3 separate regions of the Mus musculus genome follow, and all the other regions are linked to region 3. The links are chromatin contacts, called in public HiCAR-type and HiChIP or PLAC-seq maps. All regions are on one chromosome and are shown on one strand. The core of a region is the stretch at or near the end of the contact, and the rest is flanking DNA. Distances in the headings are between cores, read along the strand shown. Region 1 holds the start of 2210011K15Rik (a long non-coding RNA gene). Region 2 holds the start of 2900060B14Rik (RIKEN cDNA 2900060B14 gene). Region 3 holds the start of Epb41l5 (erythrocyte membrane protein band 4.1 like 5).

Evidence for each region. HiCAR-type assays count read pairs that join an accessible place to other places. HiChIP or PLAC-seq counts read pairs in DNA pulled down with a chosen protein or histone mark.
Region 1: an HNF4G HiChIP or PLAC-seq map of pancreatic cancer cells shows a contact between it and region 3. The contact joins the promoter of 2210011K15Rik here to the promoter of Epb41l5 in region 3. A contact is called at or near these places in 1 of 39 promoter capture datasets (liver) and 1 of 115 datasets of contacts at active chromatin or transcription factors (pancreatic cancer cells).
Region 2: a contact with region 3 is called in a HiCAR-type map of astrocytes, with 3 times the contacts expected there. The contact joins the promoter of 2900060B14Rik here to the promoter of Epb41l5 in region 3. A contact is called at or near these places in 2 of 39 promoter capture datasets (liver and maxillary cranial neural crest), 1 of 115 datasets of contacts at active chromatin or transcription factors (astrocytes) and 1 of 9 other capture datasets (liver).

The regions. Positions count from the first base shown.
Region 1 is chr1:121,357,674-121,361,641 of GRCm38.p6, forward strand. 2210011K15Rik (a long non-coding RNA gene) reads right to left here and starts at 2,398. Exons shown (of 3, transcript XR_003947976.1): 1 at 2,349-2,398; 2 at 2,139-2,244.
Region 2 is chr1:118,456,139-118,460,515 of GRCm38.p6, forward strand. 2900060B14Rik (RIKEN cDNA 2900060B14 gene) reads right to left here and starts at 3,127. Exons shown (of 1, transcript NR_027901.1): 1 at 2,531-3,127. Clasp1 (CLIP associating protein 1) reads left to right here. Exons shown (of 43, transcript NM_001359328.1): 3 at 3,663-3,741.
Region 3 is chr1:119,646,642-119,650,886 of GRCm38.p6, forward strand. Epb41l5 (erythrocyte membrane protein band 4.1 like 5) reads right to left here and starts at 2,359. Exons shown (of 25, transcript NM_145506.4): 1 at 2,144-2,359.

The DNA of each region.
Region 1 (3,968 bases), core at 1,148-3,647, 1.7 Mb after region 3:
CTGTGGTATCAATGTCTTTTGTGGTTTAAATATAAAGTGTTGGTGGTAAGCTCTTGTGTTTGGAATGTGATCCCCTGATGGAGTCCCTGTTTGGAAAGGCCTTGGGCTCTTTAGAAGCTAGAGTTAACTGGAGTGAGTTGGTCGGTAAGGGCAGGCTTTCAGGTGCATTCATTTTCTGGAGAGCAGAGATGCTAGGTGTCTTCCACTATCATTATCTATTGCCCAGTGATTTTCTAGGTTCGTGTGTTTTAATTTTGTTTTTGAGACGATGTTCTTTACTAGAACCAAAGATACCCTGTTTGCATGTGTGGTTGGCCAGTGATCTCCAGGGATCCATCAGTCTCTGCTTGACCTTTTCCCTGGAAACATAGTGAGGTTACTGATGCATGCCTCTGCAGGGGCACACACACACACACACACACAGAGAGAGAGAGAGAGAGAGAGAGAGAGAGAGAGACAGAGACAGAGACAGAGACAGATGTCTGTGTGTATATCTGTGAATGCTGAGTATCTGAACTTTGAATTCAGGTCTTCATACTTACTAGAAAAGTTCTGTATCAATGAAGCAATCTCTCCAGCACAGGCTTGAAGGTTTTATAGCCAAGGACCACTTCCTAGAAACCCAGTAAAGATGCAGTGTGGCCAGCTCCTCCTGCTGCCCCTGCTGCCCCTCCTTCTGTCCCTCCTGCCCTTGCTGACACTCTTGCCCATCCTGCCCATCCTGCCCCTCCTGCCCCTCCCGCCCCTGCTGCCCCTCCTGCCCCTCCCGCCCTTGCTGTCCCTCCTGCCCCTGTTGCACCTCCTGCCCCTGCTGCCCCTCCTGCCCCTGCTTCCCCTCCTGCCCCTCCCGCCCTTGCTTTCCCTCCCGCCCCTGCTGCCCCTCCTGCTGCCCCTCCTGCTGCCCCTTCCGCCCCTGCTGTCCCTCCTTCCCCTCCTGCCCCTCCCGCCTTTGCTGCCCTTGCTGCCCCTCCTGCCCCTGCTGCCCCAGCTGCCCCTCCTGTCCCTCCTGCCCCTGCTGCCCCTCCTGCCCCTCCCGCCCTTGCTGCCCTTGCTGCCCCTCCTGCCCCTCCTGCCCCTGCTGCCCCTCCCGCAACTGCTGCCCCTGCTGCCCCTCCTGCCCCTCCCGCCCTTGCTGCCCTTGCTGTCCCTCCCGTCCCTCCCGCACCTGCTGCCCCTCCTGCCCCTCCTGCCCCTCCTGCCCCTGCTGCCCCTCCCGCCCTTGTTGCCCCTCCTGCCCCTGCTGCCCCCCTGCTGCCCCTCCCGCCCCTGCTGTCCCTCCTGCCCCTCCTGCCCCTCCCGCCCTTGCTGCCCTTGCTGCCCCTCCTGCCCCTGCTGCCCCAGCTGCCCCTCCTGTCCCTCCTGCCCCTGCTGCCCCTCCTGTCCCTCCTGCCCCAGCTGCCCCTCCTGTCCCTCCTGCCCCTGCTGCCCCTCCTGCCCCTCCCGCCCTTGCTGCCCTTGCTGCCCCTCCTGCCCCTCCTGCCCCTGCTGCCCCTCCCGCAACTGCTGCCCCTGCTGCCCCTCCTGCCCCTCCCGCCCTTGCTGCCCTTGCTGTCCCTCCCGTCCCTCCCGCACCTGCTGCCCCTCCTGCCCCTCCTGCCCCTCCTGCCCCTGCTGCCCCTCCCGCCCTTGTTGCCCCTCCTGCTGCCCCTGTTGCCCCTGATGCCCCTGATGCCCCTCCCACCCCTGCTGCCCCTTCTGCCCCTCCTGCCCTTGCTGCCCCTCCAGCCCCTGATGCCCCTCCTGCCCCTCCTGCACCTCCTGATCCTCCTGCCCTTGCTGCCCCTCCTGCCCCTGCTGCCACTCCTGCTACTCCTGCCCCTCCCGCCCTTGCTGCCCCTCCATCTTCCCCTCCTGCCCCTGCTGCCCCTGCTGCCCCTGCCACCCCTTCTGCTGCCACTGCTCCTCGGAGTTGCTTCTGGTTGGGTGTGGCTGCAGAGGCGAGCAGAATGACCAGCACAAGTCTCAGCCTTCAATCGTTCGCGTTAGATCGTGCTGATGAAAATATCACGTCTAAGGCTCGTCTTCTTACGTCTGAAGAACAGTTAACATTTACTGATTTCATTGTAGGGGAATGCAGAGGTTCCATACTGTGTGTGACCGTCCAACGACATTATGTCAGAGTCAGTGCTCTCACTTACCATCTAGGTCCCAAGGATCAAGCTCGGTCCACCGGCCCGGCAGCCAGCACCTCTACTGGATGAGCAGTCTCCTCAGCCCTTCAGCTTCTGGCATTGGAGCCACACCCTAGAGGAAAGCAAACCCAGAGCTCGGGAGTTAGGCCCTTGCATTTCTTTTATCTCAGATGTGAATTTACAGACTTAGAAATCAGATGCGAGGAAGCTACCAACACTCATCGTCTTTGGACTCTGCCAGGCATTGTCATGGTTCGGCCTCCATGATACAGGAGTGTTGGGAGTTCTGCAAAACCAGCTGGGGTGAACTTTCTTTATCTCGGAAACCATATAAGCAAGCTGGTCTAGTAAGTGCAACAGGGCAAGGCATGGCGCCATAGCAGGAAAGGGCTCTGCAGTCTTTTTTTTTTTTTTTTTTTTTGTCACTGCAATAAAATTCCATGATCAGAGTAACTTTATAGGAGTAAAAAAGTGCGTATTTTGGCTTACAGTCCCATTGGGAGAGTCCATAATGGAGGTAGAGGCAGTAAATAGCCAGAGAATGAAGCTGAGGGAGTGTGTATCCATCCACATGCAAGACCCAGGCAGAGAAAACCATCAGGAAGGCTTGGCTTATAAACTTCCACCTTAAGACTCAGACTCACACACATGCACACACACACACTCATACACACACACACACACTCACTCTCACACACACTCACACACACACACATGCACACACTCACACACTCACACACACACACAGTCATACGCACACACTATTGACTTGTGTGCAAAGCTGTCTGTACTCTTAGTGATGTTCTTAATGCTAAGAATCTCCGTGAGGGACATTCACCCCTGGCAGGGGAATAACAGACCACAGACACAATTTCGTATCAGCCCAGCCTGATGAGCCAATGAGCTCACTCCTGGTGAATCCGTGAGTCAGAGGCTGCTGACAGGAGCAGGAGGGATGACGCATGGCAATAGCATCTCTGGAGTTCCTCTCCCCATCTCCCTTTTACTTCCTATATACTCTATTGCTTCTCCCAGACCAGGTGACAGGTGAGGGTGGTGGGTAGGATCTTGGATGAAAGTCTAGGAACCCTCTCTCCTCCACCTATGAACCATGAGTGAATGTTGCTAGTCTCAGCACATGACTATGCTCTAGCTATCTGCATGTTTATTGTCTTTCTTATTCCCCTGTCTAGACTGGAAGCAGAGCAAGGTCCCCTGTAGTTCCTATAGCAATCTTGTCTCTATGAGGACTATAACCATGTGATGCTCAAAAGAAATAACTACATCATAATAATCTCCAAAGCTTTCTTTTTCATACTATAAAACATAAAGCTGTAGTATGAATTTTATGCCAAATGTAGTGTAAATATCCCTTGGGGATAGAACACAAAGTCCAAAAACAACAAGTAGGGAAAAGATCCCATCTAAATCGCCAGCAGGAACATGCCTACGGCTGCTCTGTTGAGAACACCAGCAGATTTGCCTCAGATTAAAAGCACAATTGCACTCAGTCATCACCAGAGAAGCTTTCTTCTGCAGCAGATGGGAACAAACATAACAATGTCAATATAACAAATATAAGGAATATAACAAATATAACAAATGGGAACATTGTCACAGCCAGACAATGTGCAGAGAGGAAGAGACCTTTGAATGCTCAGCCCTAAATGGGATGTCTCCATCAAATCCCTCCCCTCAGTATTCAGGGAGCCCCTCAGAAGAGGTGGTAGAAAGTCTGTAACAGCCACAGGGGATGGAGAATTAGAGGAACCAAAGTAAAAGCTGGGCGTGGTGGGACACACCTTTAATCCCAGCACTCGGGAGGCAGAGGAGGCA
Region 2 (4,377 bases), core at 1,877-4,376, 1.2 Mb before region 3:
GAGATGGGGGTGTCCCTGTGTAGCCCTGACTATGTAGATCAAGGTTGTCTCGAACTCACTGGATCTGCCTGTCTCTGCTAGGGTATGTGCCACCATCCCCAGCTCACCTTTATGTTTTGGCATAATGCTTAAGTGATAGTGGAGCTTGCTAGGCTGGCTAGCTGGTCAGTAAGACATGGGATCGTCCTGTCTCTGCCTCCTCAGTGTGAGGCTTACAGGCAAACGCCACCATACCTGGCCTTTTCTTTGGGCTCTAGGGATGGACATTGCACTTCAAGCACTTTACCAACTGAGCCCTCTTCCCAGCCCTAACCCTTGCTTTCTTGCTGAGGGGGGCAGGTCCTTATGGGTACCTACTGTGTGCCAGGCATATTAATAAAGCTGCCTAGCCCTCACGTGTGCTTTGTAGAGTGGATATATAATTGTAAGGTGGTTCTTGGAGACGGATAGCTGACAATGGATGGTGGAGCCTGCTGTCCCCTGTCCCCAAGAGTTTGGGATTAGGGAACCTGTGTGTTTTTTCAGGACCTGGCATTATCAGGGCACCAAAGAGAGTCAGCTGACTTTGGAGGTTATTTGGTGTTGCCTCGGAGGTGTTATGACTTGTCCAAGGTCTGAAGCTACCTGGAGAGAGGTGAGCAGGCCAGGTCTGTGAGTGTGGTGGTAGTGCAGCACTGAATGGCCTTGGTGTAGTCAGAAGGCTTGTAAACATCATGGCTATGCTGAGTCTCCGTATGGATTTGGAGTGTGTTGTTTCTTCCAAAGGGCCTTAGGAATGAGAGAGCTCATCCAGTGTGGTCCAGCTCTTCAGTCTGGTCCTGTGAAGTTTGTTTATCTGGCCCGGATTTTCTCCTATCCCAGGATCGTGGAGCTGCTTTTGAAGATGTACTGGTTGTGTCTGGTGTGTGACAGGAGGCACTCTCGTTTTATTCCCTGTAGATACTGGAGTGACCCAAGGGCGGCTATGTAACAATAGCACTGTGGCCACTGCTCCAGTGCTCGCTGTGGCAGGATCTCTTTCCTTTCCTGGCTGTTGATGGATTCCGCTGTCTGCTATCAATTTGCATGTGAGCTAGTGGCACTGCCTTCCGGTTTGTAGTCAGTAGGAGGGAGCCCACCACCTTGTGCTGAATGTCTTACTATTTGTGTTTCTGCACATATTCACGAGGCTGTGAAGCCCTTGCTGAAGAGGAAGCCAGGTGTGGAGCTACACCCTGTAGTCCCAATACTTTCTCTTTGGCATGCCCAGATTGTCAGTGTCACTCTTGTGCTTTGGGAACATTTGCAAGTAAGCTCACTCTGTCTCCCAGCAGAGCTGCAGTGTGACTGCCAAGTGATTCGTGGAGGGCAGCGTATACTGCCTGGATGCCGGATGCCAGAGGGATGGTTCTCATTTCTGAGTGGGACTGAGCAGTAGAGTGTGATCGTGTACTGTGCTTTCAGAATAGCACACAATTTAAATTCAATAAGTTGTTTACTTCAGGAATTTTCATGTGTTACTTTGGGACTGTTGTTTGCTGTGATAGCTAAAACTGTGAAAGCACAGTTGTAGATAGGAAGGCTAGAGGACTGGAGCGATAAGACCATGTGTTGAGCGAGCGTTTCCATACTTACTGTAGAATTGCTGCCACGGACATGAGCACGCAGAGCCCTTGAGCCTGCTTTACCTCCGTGTGTTCACATCCAGAGCAGAATTGCTGGATCATACAGTTCAGTTCTATTTAATTTTCTGAAGACATTTTGCACACTGATTTTCATTTTGCATCTCCAACAGCAGTGTGCAGTTCCTATTTCTTTGTGCTGTCACTCCCTGCCTCCCTTGCTCTCTCCCTCCCTCCCTCCCTCCCTTTTCCTTTGTAGTAGCCTATAGTGATTGTCAGCTGTTGCTTTTTACCACTGCTCTGTCTGTCAGAGCATCTGTCTCTGCTGTGCACCTGCGCTTTGGGGGTCTCTAACCCTTTGCTTCCTTGGGCTGCACTTGGAGCTTTCCTGTTTAATTTCTCTTGCTCTATGTACACTGAACTTTCAATGGAGCCCATTCTTTGGCTCTTAAGTTGGTTTGTTTATTATTTGGTTCTTTCAAAACAAAACAAAACAATATCTGGAAAAAGTCATTTTCCTTTTCCCAGGCAAATTAAGAAACTATAAAAAATTTGTCTTCACTGTGGCAGTTTCTCGGTATCCTTGGTTTTGGCCCTGACAGCGACGCACTGGGCAGGTGTTTGAGTTTCCCTCATATTTTCCTTGAGATTACTCACAGCTTGTGGGCTTTAAAGAGACTGTGACAGAGGTGAAGTGTGCATTATATTATACCAAGCTTACATCACCAGCATGACTTAGCATTGTTTAAGCTGACCTTGGTCACCTGGCTGAGGTAATAGTTTGTCAGGTTTCTGTACTGTAAAATTACCTCCCATTCCTACTGTGCTCTTTGGAAGGAAGCCAAACTAAGGAAACTTAAATCCTGTGGCTCAAAAGTAAGACCTTTGTTTGTTTTTGTTTTTTTGGTTTTTTTTTTTTTTTTTTTTTTGCTTTGTTTTAAAGAAAATGCTCATAAATAGAACTATTTTAAAAGTTGGGAGAAAAAAGGGCCCCGGGAAGTGGTACATGCCTTTAATTTTAGCAGTCGGGAGCTACAAGTTTGAGGCCAGCAGGGGCTACATGCTAAGGGCTACATAGACTCTGCGCCTCAAAAGAATTATACACTTTCAAGTATCTAATTCCTCCCAGTGCTGGCTTGGTGTTTGAATTAGTATATAGATTTACTTGTAAGCTGGATGAAAACCCAAATACGGAACCCTTTATCTGTATTACAACATTTTCCAAAGGGAGCGCTTCTTAGTGTATCACAGTCTTAGGGCAGCGGTGAGAAAGCTGGTCTCCAGTAATTACTGTCCGGCTGCCCTCTAGCATACAATAAAGGAACTGCGAGGAGGGCAACAGTACACACGCGGCTACTTTAATCTTTAAATGTTTAGGTAAGGAAGAGAGGTTTTGTGGTTTTTTCCAAAAATTGCACCAAGGTAAAGCAGAGCTCTAACCGATGCAGGTGTGTTGTCAGGCGTTAGCAGTACTGCCCTCACTACGCGTTCATTGGACAGTAGCGCAACCCCAAGAAAAGGATGGTTGCTTGCAACCACGCGCGCCCGGCAGCCAGAAAGCTCTAAGTCCGGGTTTGGTTGCGGTGACCACCGCAGGAGGCCTACCCCAACCTGCCCGGTGTACAGTATTTTCTTCGACTGCTGCTTCCCACGTCGAATACCCTTTCTGTTTTTCTGAAACTCCCAAGGGGCTTTCTGAAGCCTGCTTGTCTTTACCCAGAAGGCCGCGCGTCACAAGTCTGAAAATTTGCATACACGCCTTTCTGGGCGGGGCCGGAGGGAGGCTTAGAGTTAGCAATTTGGGGGGAGGGTGCGACCTGGTAAATTTGCATACGCAACTCAAGGAGAGGGCGGGGCCGCAGTAGGCTCCTCTAGGTCGTGCTGCTTCAGTGGAGTTCCGCTTCGGCGAGTTTTTCTTCCAAACGGTAGCGGGTTTTTCCGTGCCGAGTACCCTTTCCTGACCAGCCAGCTCAGTCTTCCCAGTCGCTGGGCGCCCGCGGGGACCAGCTATGTCAGCGCCATCCCACTGCACCGCTGACGCTGTGCTTCTTTGCGTTGCAGGTGGTTCTCTTGGGCATGGACATCCTGTCGGCACTGGTGACTAGGCTGCAGGACCGGTTCAAGGCGCAAATCGGCACAGGTGAGCCTTAGCTAGCATAGCAGGCTCTCATCCTTCCGTCCCACCCTGGACTCACCCCACATCGTGGCCTCACCGCCCCTAAACTGGTACCTTCCCCTCTAAACCCGAATTATTATAATATTGCCAATTGAGGATTTTTATGCCAGTTTAGACATCAGCTTGATGCCAGCCAGTACGCATTGTCCTCTCAACCTCCTCGGAGACTCAGTTTTCTTTGAAAAGTCCTACAAAAAAGGAGCCAGTTGGATTTTTCCACCGTTTAGATGTCTCTAAATCAGTGTGTTTCATGGTGGCGATGTAAACACTAAGCAATTCTGTTTATACAACTGTTTCAGTAGCAAATTTCTCTATTCTCTTTTCTTGATTCCCTTTTGTGTGCGCAGTGGGTGAATAGAATCTATGTCCTCTGTATGCCAGCAAGCAATAACCACTGAGCCACAGTGTCAGCTGGAATTCTCCACTAGTGTTCATTACCAGTGTCTGTCTGTCCTTTTCTTTTTCTGTAGCTTTGCAGTCAGTGCGCTCACTGAGAAGGATGGTGGGATCCTGAAACTTACTGTTAGGAATCTGATGTTTGAACCATTTTCCATTTCCCCCCTACATTAGCTCAGGACTCATGGATTCTCACCAGAGGCC
Region 3 (4,245 bases), core at 1,109-3,608:
TCTTATCAATGGTCGATCTTCCTAAGAAAATCTCTGTGCACTCCATCTCCCATTCTTTTTTCTAAGAGAGCGCTATATTTACACATGAAATTTTATTTCCTCAGAAAAGTACTCTCAGATTCTGTGGCCGGATTAGATGGCCCTGTTAGCAGGCAGACTTTTCTTTATAACATGAAAAGAAACTGTAATTAAATATTTAATTGACTTCTTTCTTCCTTTTTACTGACTATCATCCCTTCCACTCCCACAGACAGGAACCAAGTCTGACTTGTTTACTGACCAAACAGCTATCATGGCAAAGTTGCTATGATACATATTACATATTAGACGATCAATAAGAAAACTAATGTGATAGAGCAAAATGATACATTAGAAAATGGAATATATATAGAGATCGATATCTAGATATCTATATAGAGAGATCTAGGTATCTATATGTATATAGATATCTATGCACAAATTCTAAAAGACGATAATAAAAGAGACTCACAAAACAGCTCCAGCCCCTGGAAGGCAGAAGCAGAATTGGTTCCAAGCTAATCTAGGAGAGGGAGAGAGAGAGAGCGTGCTCTCTCTCTCTCATATTCTCTCTCTCTCTCCCTCTCTCTCTCCTCTCTCTCTCCCCCCCCTCTCTCTATATATATATATATGTATATATATTTATCTCAAGTTCCAAGCTAGCTTGGGCTGCATGGGGAGACAGGGTCTATCTATCTATCTATCTATCTCAAATTCCAAGCTAGCTTGGGCTGCATGGGGAGACAGGGTCTCTAAAAGCAACTGGAAATATGGGGTTTGGAGTTACAAGTCTTCTAATAACTTTAATTTCTGAGTTTTCAACGAGTAAGTTTTCTTTTCAATCACAGAAATGCAAACTGAAGTGATACATTTCCTATTTAGCCAAGAGCCACTTTTCCACCACTCCAAGTTCATACATACTGACTTGCCAATTGCAAGTGTCAACTGCGCCTCCCTTTTGGCTCTTCCTGTTGCAGTGCTGGGGATTGAACCCTGGGTATCCATGCTTTACACCATAGGGTATCTACAGCCAAGCTAGTGATTTTTTAAAAAAAAAAAAAAACAGTAATATTGAAAACTATAGAAAATGTCCTAAAGTTATCAGTATCTTTCATCCCAGTTACTCCCGCAAAAGAAACTGTAACTAAGAAACTAAACACAGGAACATTGCGCACATCGCTGCCCAAACAAGTTATCCTAACAAGAACAACAACAACAAGAAAAGAAAAAAACAGGTGTGAGCATTTAGATTTAGTTCAGCCTAGCGTTCCAGAACCCGGGTTTGGTTCCCAGTATCGAAAGAAAAGAAAAGAAAAGAAAAGAAGGAAAGGAAAGGAAGAAAGAGAGAAAAAGAATTAGAAGAAGAACGAAGTGGGGGTTGGGAAGAAAAAGAAAATAATGATCCCAAAGTGTTCATTTAGACACATACAAGTTACCCACTGCAGTTAGCAGTGCTCAGTGCCTCAGCTCAGTGCATCTGGGGTGAGCGGAGTTGTGAATTACATTCATAATTTCTTGGTGGGCTTATCTCCAATTCTTAAGGGAAAAAAAAAAAACCATTACTAGTAATTTTGAACTATTGCTAAACAACTTCGGAGCCTGGAGCCTTCTCGCTCTTAAAGCAGAACCCGGGAGACTACAGTAACCAGAGATGGACACAATTATCTTCTACCCACAGGAGAACCCATCATTACCGGACGCGCGCCACGCGTGGGGGCGGGGAGCGCCCTCGGCCTTGGCGGTTCCCGGGAACGCACCTGCCTCGTACGCTTCCCAAGTTTCACTCGACCGGGAGCTAGCTGGCACGTCCTGTCTCACCGATGTCTGCCCACAATCCCGGCGAAGTGACACTCGAGGCGACCTTCCCCTAATCCCACAGCTACGGGGAGGTCAGGGGTGACCAGAGTTTCCCCCCAACAACGCGCGAGACCCCGGCGACGCGCCCGGCCCTCAGCGGCCACCGCGCGGTATCGCCCGAAACTCAGCGCCCAGCCCCATTGGCCGTCGCCGCCACTCCCCTCCCAGCCCGCGGCGTCGCCCGGGGAGCCGGGCCGCCCACCCGGCACGGTCGAGAGCCTCGGCTCAGTGAGCAGGGCCAACTGGACACCCGAGGCCAAACTCTTACCTGTACTCGGGGGTGAACACCGTGAAGCGACGGAGACCACTGCGACTGGGACGCGCGACCCTCGGAGAGAGATGCCCAGCCGGCTAGAGGAGAGGACGGGTCTCCAGAGACACCGAGAAATGGCGGCGCAAGGCGCGAGCCCACCCTGCGCTAATCCCCGGAGGACCCCGGCCGCCCGAGGGCACGCCCCTTAAAGCCCCATCCAAGGTCCGCCCCCCGAAGGGCGGGACGCTCCGCTCTTAAAGGGGCAATGGCACCGCCCCGGAAATCGGCCTCCTGAGACCTGAATTTAAGCTGGCAACACCAGATGGGACTATAGAAATACAGAAAGGCAGTTCACCTTTAATCCCAATACTCCAGAGGCAGAGGCAGAGGCAGAGGCAGAGGCAGAGGCAGAGGCAGAGGCAGGTGGATTTCTGTGAGTTCGAGTCCAGCCACAGCTACTTAGTTACAGGTCAGCCAGGACTACCTAGTGAAATCCTGTCTTTTAAAAAAGATTATTTTTTTCTGTGCGTATATGTATGGGTCAGGGAAAGATATGCCACAGTCCCTGTCTGAGAACAACTTGCAGGAGTATCATGTGGGCACAGGGGACCAGACTCTGGCCTTCACATTTGGAATGAAGCACTTTTACCCACACTGAGCATCTCCATGGCGCTTGGTTTATGTTTTGAATTTTTCACCTTCCTGGTAATATGATTTGAAAATGAAACGTTGGGTTTAAGATACAGTTCAGTGGTAGGGTGTTAGACTAGCACATACCAGGCCCAGGATCCAATCCCTGGCACAGCAAAAATGAGTATTTTCCTATTTTTAATGTAGTCTAGTATGTTTTCTCTTACACAGTTGTTTATTAATTGATCCAGCATTTATTTAAATGTTTCCTTGCTCCCTCCCCCCAAATCCTAGAGATTAAAGCAACCTTTAGTCTGTAATGGAGAAAGAGAACAACTATGTGTCAAGTGGTGATGAGAGCCCTGGAGAGAACGCTGCTGGGAAAGGGAAATAACAGACTGATGCTCCAGGCACTGTGGTCACAGAATGGAGGCCCTAAGTGGCAGGGCGACATTCCATTCATTCATTCTTCAGATAGTTTATCAAAATGCCTACAGCTCTGTAGACCCTGGAGATAAGGCAGATAAAGAAGAAAGACAGGAGTCCCTCAAGGCAATCCCAGCAGTAAAAGCCCCTTGGGGGCTGAGTAGTGAGTTCAGGGCCAGCACTGGCCACATTGAGAGGTTCTGTCATAATTAAACAAGTTATTTCATGGTTTAGCCTGTATGGGAGAGTGTACCTGTCCTCCTTGTGCCTATAGCCTTTGAGGCAGAAAGATCACTTAAGCCCAGGAATTGGAGGCCAGTCTACCTAACACCATCTCAGAAGGAAAAAGAAAATGCTGTAGGGTATAGCTCAGTTGGTAGAGTGCATAAAGTCCTTGGTTCAAAACATGTCTGACTGGCGGTTAGTAAACACCTAGAAAATAGCAGTGGGTGTGGGGTCTGGGAATGAAGGGTTGCAATATAAGCAGGGAGGAAGGCTCTTAGGGCAGTGACAATGACTTCAGACTTAAAGTAGGTGAGGAAAGAGCCCAGTAGACATCCGGGAAGGACATAAAGAGCAAGGGCAAAGGACTGTGTGGAGCTACGCAAGGGCCCTAGTGACACTAAGAGCAAGAAGAGCAGAAGGTCTGGAACAAGGGTTTTATGGGATCTTGCCTGAAAATTAGCGTGTATAAAGGGAGGCTGCAGCTCACTGAAACCAGAATACAGTTTCCGGGGATTTGGCACTGTCCGTGCCTGTACCAACTGCTCCTTCTGTCCCCATGGCGTTGCTAGATTATTGTCAGTTACCAGTGTGGCACCTCAGCTGGGGCCAAAGGAGCAACAGCTGAGTACTACACACAGCTCTATCCATACAGCCTTGTGGTGGAGAGATTAAAAACTCAAATCACCATACCAGGAAACCAGCATCATTTCTGCTGCCTGGTACAGATTTTTAAAGCAAGAGTAGTTTCAAAAAGGCAGGGTAGGCGAGGGGATCTAGCTCACCTAGTAGATGCACACACATACAATATAGTAATTGTTATAAAATGAAATTATGCA